3 separate regions of the Mus musculus genome follow, and all the other regions are linked to region 3. The links are chromatin contacts, called in public HiChIP or PLAC-seq maps. All regions are on one chromosome and are shown on one strand. The core of a region is the stretch at or near the end of the contact, and the rest is flanking DNA. Distances in the headings are between cores, read along the strand shown.

Region 1 (2,700 bases), core at 1-2,500, 190 kb after region 3:
AGGATGGGGGCATGGCCACTCTGTCATTGTCACAGATTTTTGTAAGTCTAAAACTGTTCAAAATGTTTCCTTCTTGTAACAGTTTGGGCAATTAGAGTATTTTAGATTACAACTAGAATTACAAAAGCAAACATTTATTAATCAATTTCTATATCATAGCCACATTTCATGCATTGGTTTTAGCCCCAAATAGCCTGCATTAGAAAAATGTCATTTATAATAAATTGAGCCAAAGTATAATCATAAATTTGCATAGTAAATAGTAAAAATAAGTTGTCTGATTGAATGTCCATTCTGAAAAGAAAAGCTAAATTTATTAAACTAATTTTATTAAATACATATCTTTTGGCATTTATAGTATTTATAGTTCTGAATTATTAGAATCAACAAGGTACAAATCTTCTTAGGATTTTTTTTTAATCATAGAGACAAAGACTTGTGTTTTTAAAAGCCCCCAATGATGCTATAGCTGAAGGTCCTCATCACACTGTAAATAAGAAGACCCCAGGGACTGGAGACAGTTAAGAACACCGGCTTCTCTTCCTGAGGACCAGGGTTTAACTCGCAGCATCCGTTTAGCAGCTCACAACTGTCTGTAACTCTAGCTCCAGGGGATTAGAAGCTGTCTTCAGGCCTCAGTGGGCACCAGGCCAGGCATTAGGCATGTGAGTGACACATGGGCATACATGCAAGAAAACCACCCATACACCAAAATAAGAAGATGTTACATTGTTCTCCATATCATTTGCTATGTGTATCTTCTACAGTTAGCGCTCAAAGCAGATGGGTTGTATTTATTTATGTATTTTTATTTATTATTATTAGTGTGTGCATTGTGTGTGTGTGTGTGTGTGTGTGTGTGTGTGTGCACGCGAGAGTGCATGTGTACACACTTGCAGACACATGCATGCCATGGACTCATGTGTACCATAACACATATGTGGGAGTCAGAGTACGGCTTTCCTGAGTTGGTTCTCCTCTTCAACTAAGGGTTCCTAGGATCAGTCTCGGGTCCTCAGGCTTGTGTGGTAAGCACCTTTATCTACTGAGCTGTCTCTCCAGGCCAAGGGCTTTAATATTTTTATATGAGTTTTGCAGTGGACGTGTATGGAAGCATGAAATGCTATGTTTTTCCTTACGCTAGCATCTTAAAGAAAAGGGTTTTTCCAAGTTCCATTCTATGACTCACAGATTAGCTTCCTCTCCTTCAGAAGCCTGCTGCTCTCTAAGAAGTCTGAGTAACTCCACAACACCACAAGGAAGCTCACATTGGCTATGAGCAGATGCCAGAGGGTCATATTCAGGGTCACCGGGTGACTGTCCTGTGAGCAAGGCTCTACTGAACCTTCACCCCAAATGAATGCAACCAAAAGACATGAGCTGACAAGACATAGGGCTGAAAGTCTGCCTAAACTCCTGACATTCAAAATCTTAAAAATCTGCTCTTATTTTTAAGCCATTAACTGAAACGGTTTGTAACATAAAAACAGACCATCAAACTGAGGAAATTGGACAGATTTTTGGCACCATCGAGGTGGACCCACATTTATTTAACTTTATATAACTGGTCACAAATTAAGTCTGGGAATGGGCATGGTCCTGAAAGCCTTTATAAGATTGTCACATAGAATTAGAGTTTGTGGCCATGAACTATCTAAAACTGTGAGTGTTGGAGACTGAGCTGGGAAACCACACTGAGTCTGAACAGTCACAATTTAGCAAGTCGTTAACATCTGGGATTCACCAGAGGAACACAATGAAACAAAACTTTCTTCCTAACAGTTCTCTGTAGCACACTACTTTGCACAAGGCGTGCAGCAGAGAGGTAAAGAACTCTGCAGCCAGAGGTTCCAGGAAGACAGCAGTGCCTTCTCCCTAAATGATACACGAACACCTAAGCTCCATTTCTGCCAAGTGCCTTCTCCAGGACAGCACATCTGCCTTACACAGAAAGGAAGAGAACGGATCCTTTTTTTTTTTTTAAGCTACATTTTCAGAATTGAATTCAGTGCCTTGTATTCGGTTGTAAGCTGAAATTTAGGTGAGGAAACAGCTAGACAATTCTCACTTAAAGCCTGAAGAAAGGGTTTTAAGATTCTACATTGCAGAGATGGCTACTGGGTCCTTTCACATATGCTGGGAATTCGTTAAGGGGCTGTGTATGCCAAGCCACGCCACCAATTCCGAGACATTGACTCTAACTGAGATGTCTTTATTCTGGTCACACCGGCAGAGTCGCACCTCAGCTAATGTCTACTGACGCATGACACTTTTGCCTGCCCTTTAAGCCATTTATATATTTGCTTTAGGCAGCGTGCACTCTGTATCTATTGATATATAACTGTCACGGGGGTGAATCTAAAACGCCAGGGTTGGAGGAAAAGGAAGGAAGGAGAGAGGGAGGGAGGGAGGGAGGGAGGGAGGGAGGGAGGGAGAGAAGGAGGAAGGGAGCGAAAGAAGGAGGAAAAAAAAAAAAAGCACTGGCTTGCCCTGGAAGGCTGTCTGCTTTTTGAAGCTTCAGATTTCAAAAGCCACAGTCAGTGCTGTGGTGGTTTTGATTATAATTGTTGCTATGTGGCCCTCGTGGTTTTCAGGGCACCTCGTATGTGACCACGCGTGGAACAGGCTGAATAGCGCTGATTAGTGCATGACTATGACACAGAACTGTCTAGAGGTCTTCCAGGCCCCTGTGCTCTCTGG
Region 2 (2,899 bases), core at 157-2,656, 140 kb before region 3:
CTAAGATTTTGCTTGATTTGAAAGGACTGGATTTGGGGCCTCAGAAGATGAAGACATGTAAAATAAATTAAAGACATCAGAGTAGTAACTGTTTTGTTCTGTTTTCTGTTTGTTTGCTTTTCAAGACAGGGTTTGTCTAGGTAGCCCTGGCTGTCCTGGAACTCTATATGTAGACCAGGCTGGTCTCAAACTCAGAGATCCATCTGCCTCTGCCTCCTGAGTACTGGGATTAAAGGTGTGTGCTACTAACACATGGCACTATTAACCTTGACTATGAAATACACTTTAATACTGAAAACACTGAGGTGTAAACTGTTCATAGCTGCACTTTTAGCCTTGAGAAGATAACCTTATAAAAACCACAGAACCTCAACATTGAGGTGTGTAGGTAAATAGACCACAGAAGTTGCTTCCTGTCTAGTTCCTCAATCGCTCTTTGATGTTAAGGTGAACTTAAAGGTTTTGTTACTTGGAGGTCAAGGTGAGGCTGTGCTGTCCTGTAGTGTAGTCATGACCGTAACAGTGATGGGCGCAGACTGATGACCATTGAAGTTACTGCATCCGAAGCTTCGAGTGCCCGAGCTCTAGTTCCCTCTGTAACAGGTTCTTAACCCCATTTTACAGACAAGGAAACCAGGACTCAGGATTTTGTTGTTCCCTATTTTTATTTTCCCCAGGCAGGGTCTTGTGAGTCCATACTGGAGTCTAACTAACTATCTAGCAGAGAATATCCTTGAACAAGAGGGTAGCCTCTTGCTTCCATACCCTGGATGCTGGAACAAAGGGCCAGCATCACCACACAGCTTCCCAGCTCAGAAGGTTTAAATATCCCAAGGCTACAAAGCTACAAGATGATGGAAACATGATTTGAAATACATGATTTGAAATTTGACTGCTGCAAAGCTCACATGTCAAAGGCAGGGGAAGGTGAAATGGTTAAGGCTTAAATCAAGGTAAAACCATGGGCAAAATGTCGAGAGTCCTAGCACGGGACTGCGGTTCAGCATAAGGCTGTGAAGTTCCTTTCTTAGCTCAGTCATAACAACCAGACATGGCAGGCAGAGAGCACTTTGTGTGCACTGCCTTTTGATTCTAACGGCAGCCTAGAGGAGCTACTACAGTGCCCGTTACACAGACAAGGCAACTGAGGCTGTAAAGACAGTTTGGTAAGTTTCAACTAGCGTCTGTTTGGCTCCAAGCGGTGCTCACGAATGTAAATTATCTTTTGACCGACCGACGTGACTTCTGTTTTTCCTGACGAACCACGGTGTCTTTTCAAAAACCGGGTTTCTCTTTCTGTCCCTGTTCCCAAGTCTTTTAGGTTGCCTGTGACCACTTTTGTAGCCCCAGCTTCATTATCCAGGTTCACACCGGAGGATCCACATGGTGGCACTGTAACCTCACACAGTTAAAACATGAGGAAAAAGGAGGAAAAAAAAAAAAACCCACTTGTTTCCACTGCACTAGGCAGGCCAGACTCAAGTCTGACAGACAGTCATGGACAGGCAGACTGGCCTTAATTAGACCGGCTTTAGCATTCTACCCTTTCTGGTTACAGACACACAGAACGCATTCTCCTCCAGCTACACCCAGGAGTGAAGATTCCAGAGACCCCATGCCCAATGGCAGGGTGTTGATCCTAACTAATATCACAACATCTAAGAGCACACCACCAAGACCTCTCCAAAGCCAGGAAATGCATGACTATCCCTTTCAAAATATTTTTTATCTGACTCTCATAAGCCCCTATCTCTTTAGACTTTCTGAAGTGGTGGGCTTTCTGAGAGAACAAAAGGAGGGAAAGACAGACAAATTAGGGAGAAAGGAAAAGGATCAACTCTCTGCATACATGACATTAAGTGCAGTACCCAATATCCCCAGACACACTTCCTTATGCATGGGAAGGCTTACCCAGTTTCTGTCTTGCAGGCTGTAAGATATATTAAAGGTATAAATTCATGATGTATCTTTAGGTGTTTGGTGATGCAAGCTGTTTCTTCAGTACTTTGCTTTCTTTGCTTCCAACTAAGAAAAAAAAAAAGACCAAGATCCTTCCATGTCACAGGAGGGAGGAAGACTTTCCAAGAGGGCAGATCTATAGACAAAGAGAAATCTTGCCAGTCTAGGAATGTAAAAAAAATATGCATAAGGTTGATGGAACAAAAATATTTTTACCCAGATGTAGCTGTCTCTTGTGAGACTATGCCGGGGCCTAGCAAACACAGAAGTGGATGCTCACAGTCAGCTAATGGATGGATCACAGGGCTCCCAATGGAGGAGCTAGAGAAAGTAGCCAAGGAGCTAAAGGGGTCTGCAACCCTATAGGAGGAACAACATTATCAACTAACCAGTACCCCGGAGCTCTTGACTCTAGCTGCATATGTATCAAAAGATGGCCTAGTCGGCCATCACTGGAAAGAGAGGCCCATTGGACAGGCAAACTTTATATGCCCCAGTACAGGGGAACGCCAGGGCCAAAAAGGGGGAGTGGGTGGGTAGGGGGTGGGTGGGTATGGGGGACTTTTGGTATAGCATTGGAAATGTAAATGAGCTAAATACCTAATAAAAAATGGGAAAAATAAATAAATAAATAAATAAACAAATTAATAAATAAAAATATTTTTATTTGTATATTTTTAAGTCTTTTTGAAGTAGATAGCAACCAGAGAGAATCATGCTTTTCAAGATAAGTGGCAAGATTCACACTCATGACTGCTTGTCTTAGGAAGAGTCTTCAGGGCCAGTTTCATTTTAAAGATTTGGGGAATCACTCTACCCAGATGCCTGAGTTGTCTGCACATAGGCTGGCATGAGGAGCCTTCATGCTTTTGTTTGAAATCCAGTCAGCTAGTTTCTGGCTTTATGACTTCGGCCCTGCAGCTATCTCTAACTCACCCAT
Region 3 (2,725 bases), core at 184-2,683:
TTACTTATATGTTCTTGACAAATCTAGGTCCAGTATCACAGAAGCCTCTACGCAAAGCTTGCTTGTATCACAGCCATGCCTTACTCCAGAATGAATGACCCAATAGAGAGTGTTAGAGCTGTACTCATAGTGAGAGTGGTGATGCTTTCTTAATCCAACTTTGGAGACATTGTGTCACTTCTGCCACAGTGTATTAGAAATACAGCAGTGATTTCAGTGCACAGTCAAGGGAGAGGGGGAAGATTATCAAGGACATGAAGGCTAGGGAGCAGGAGTTGCTGGAGACCATGTGAGAGGAATCCTACCACAATCAAGAGTTCTTGGTCCACATTAACCGTCCAACTCACATAATTTTAAGAGAACAGGATACTTGTAGGTAGAACACGGAAGCATCTCAGAATTGAAAACTGCAACCCAGAACCAAAGGACCCTGCAGCACTGTGTAGAGCACAGTGGTTATCTCTTCTCCGGGACTTCTATTTTTGTTGTTTTAACATCGAAGCTTTCTTTATTTCTCCTTTTTACACATAGATGTTTCTTCTGGGACTCCTTTGCTAGTTTCTTTTCTCATTCCTAGATTTTAAATATCAAAGTGCTGCAGGGATCAGTCTTCAAGCCGCTTCTGTTTTCCTCTGACCCCAGCTCTTAGAGGGTAGCTTAGAGCACTGTACTTTCAGTGGTATTTGCACGCTAAATAATTTCTTTATTAGGACAATTCTGACTGGTGTAACAAATAGAATTTAAAATACTTAATGACTATGCATGGTAGACAATTGTTTTTAGCTGATGGGAAGTGTAAGATGAGTAGTCTGGATCAGTTGACAGGGTCCCTTGAAATGAAAATGTAGGTTTCTTCCATTGGGGGCAGCGGGGTTCTGGGGTCTTCAATTCATAGCTTTAAAGATTCCCATATGTGTTGACAGCAAGCCCAGAAAGCATGGGAAAAGAAAAAGTCTGGAAGCTCAAGTATAAAGGGTTTCTAGTGGGTGAGACCTAACACAGTACTCAGCTTTGTTCATATGATTCAGACTGTGATTCTGTTGTGGGCTCAGATTAAATGACAAGGGTGTCTGGAAGCTTCACTCTAGATCCAGGAAATAGACAGAGGGGTTTGTCTCTAATCACACTTATCATTTTTCGCCATCTTCGCTCATTTCCTCAACTCTTCTCTTTCGTATCAATATATCTGTTACTGATTTGCTACCTAATTGGTACCTGATTGTGTTAACACTCAGTGTGTAAAGTAAGGACAACGGAAGGGGAATGGCATCTCCTGCAATCACTGGCTTAAATATCACAGAGGAGATTTAGTGACTCTGCCTAAGTCACCTGACTTCCTCTTGCCCCAGTCACTGTCTCAGGGAGACGCTTTGTTCTGATTGGTCTTGTCTCCTCTGTTACCAGGAAGACTGAACCTTGCTACAAGCATTCGATGCAGCCACTGGAAATGTTTCTGTGGCCTGAGTAGTTGCCACAACTGGTGCTTCCCTCACAAAGTGTTGACAGCTGTGCAAAACACAGAAGTTGAGGTTTGGCCAGCTATGGTATAGACCTTACCTCAGCAGTTTTATTTGGCTCATGTGACAAACCATACCAGACATTGGCATGCACATATTTTTATTCATTTATTCATTGCTTCTATAGTAAAGAACAGACCTAGGCAGGACCCTGTATGTGAGATGCACACTTCTATTATGATATGCTAGAGAAAATAGGCATTCAGGGAGCATAGCTCATTTTCTTGTGATGCACAAATCATCCAGTTTAGCTTCACCTCAGCTTTGTGACTCAACCTAATTAACATCACTACCTGAATCCATGCGGAGTTTGTGGGGGTTGCTTCTTAGATACCACCATTGGATGAGAATAAAAGCTAAGGTTTCTGTCAGTATACCAGCTAGAGGAAAAAAAAATCACATAAAAGTTCTCTGTTCTCTTTAATGAAGTTTGCCAGGGAGAGTCTGATTTCAAGGCCATTTCCTCTAAGATAGCCATGAATACATTGCACTTACTTATAATTGATTGAAACAGTATCTCCCGGAGCAGCTTCCCCAGAGCAGGCAAACTAGGAGATAGACAGGTAGGTCAGGGGTCTGATGCAGACTTTGATTGCAAATTGGATATTTCTCCGCTAAAAGCACTTTGGCTGCCGACATCAAACTGAACAAGAAAAGCCATCATGGTCTTTCCCCCATGGTATCCAAAGAGTGAAGCTCTCAAAGTGAGGTTTCTCAGGCCCATAGTATCCGTGTCACCTGTACATTTATTAGAGACGTGAATCCTCGAGCCCCACTGCAGTCTTACTGAATCAGAGACCCCGAGGTTAAGGCCCAGACCACTGTGTCACATACTCTGGAGGAGATGTGGTGTCAGCTCAAATTTTAGAACAACTCTTTTGACCATTAATAGTGATTTTTTTTTCCAGACAATGACTAAAATGAAACTTGACCTTTTCTTGGCTCTACATTTCTGTTGGTATTTTATCTAGAAGTGAAAGTGGTTTTGGTGCAGTTAATATCCCACTTCTAACAACTTCGACCACAAGGAATAAGAAAAACCTGAGCATTGCATGCAGCCGGTATTTCATCTTAAACCTGGTAAAACTATACTTGATGTTTAAGCAAACCTGCCCCTACCAGCTCTTTGAGTAGAAGGACATAGTTTTCGCTTTGCTCTCTATTCTTCCAACCACTCTCCAAAACACAAAGACAGCTCCAGAAAGCAG

What was found. HiChIP or PLAC-seq counts read pairs in DNA pulled down with a chosen protein or histone mark.
Region 1: a contact with region 3 is called in an H3K27ac HiChIP or PLAC-seq map of bone marrow-derived dendritic cells, with 7 times the contacts expected there. The contact joins two enhancer-like sites. A contact is called at or near these places in 4 of 115 datasets of contacts at active chromatin or transcription factors (Th17 cells, bone marrow-derived dendritic cells, embryonic basal ganglia and 1 more) and 1 of 9 other capture datasets (bone marrow-derived macrophages).
Region 2: an H3K27ac HiChIP or PLAC-seq map of bone marrow-derived dendritic cells shows a contact between it and region 3, with 5 times the contacts expected there. The contact joins two enhancer-like sites. A contact is called at or near these places in 4 of 484 Hi-C or Micro-C datasets (bone marrow-derived dendritic cells, bone marrow-derived macrophages, muscle stem cells and 1 more) and 1 of 115 datasets of contacts at active chromatin or transcription factors (bone marrow-derived dendritic cells).

What each region holds. Positions count from the first base shown.
Region 1 is chr10:96,458,126-96,460,825 of GRCm38.p6, forward strand. No RefSeq gene overlaps it. Among named protein-coding and RNA genes, the nearest start is that of Gm33843, 140 kb to the right of the region's middle. Within about 2 kb of position 1,251, at least 65 of the 459 cell types and tissues checked have an H3K27ac peak or open chromatin away from gene starts, as enhancers often do. A contact at or near this core is called in Th17 cells, bone marrow-derived dendritic cells and bone marrow-derived macrophages, where this site is marked.
Region 2 is chr10:96,130,920-96,133,818 of GRCm38.p6, forward strand. No RefSeq gene overlaps it. Among named protein-coding and RNA genes, the nearest start is that of Gm40746, 49 kb to the right of the region's middle. Within about 2 kb of position 1,407, at least 52 of the 459 cell types and tissues checked have an H3K27ac peak or open chromatin away from gene starts, as enhancers often do. A contact at or near this core is called in bone marrow-derived dendritic cells and bone marrow-derived macrophages, where this site is marked.
Region 3 is chr10:96,272,753-96,275,477 of GRCm38.p6, forward strand. No RefSeq gene overlaps it. Among named protein-coding and RNA genes, the nearest start is that of Gm40747, 15 kb to the left of the region's middle. Within about 2 kb of position 1,434, at least 111 of the 459 cell types and tissues checked have an H3K27ac peak or open chromatin away from gene starts, as enhancers often do. A contact at or near this core is called in Th17 cells, bone marrow-derived dendritic cells and bone marrow-derived macrophages, where this site is marked.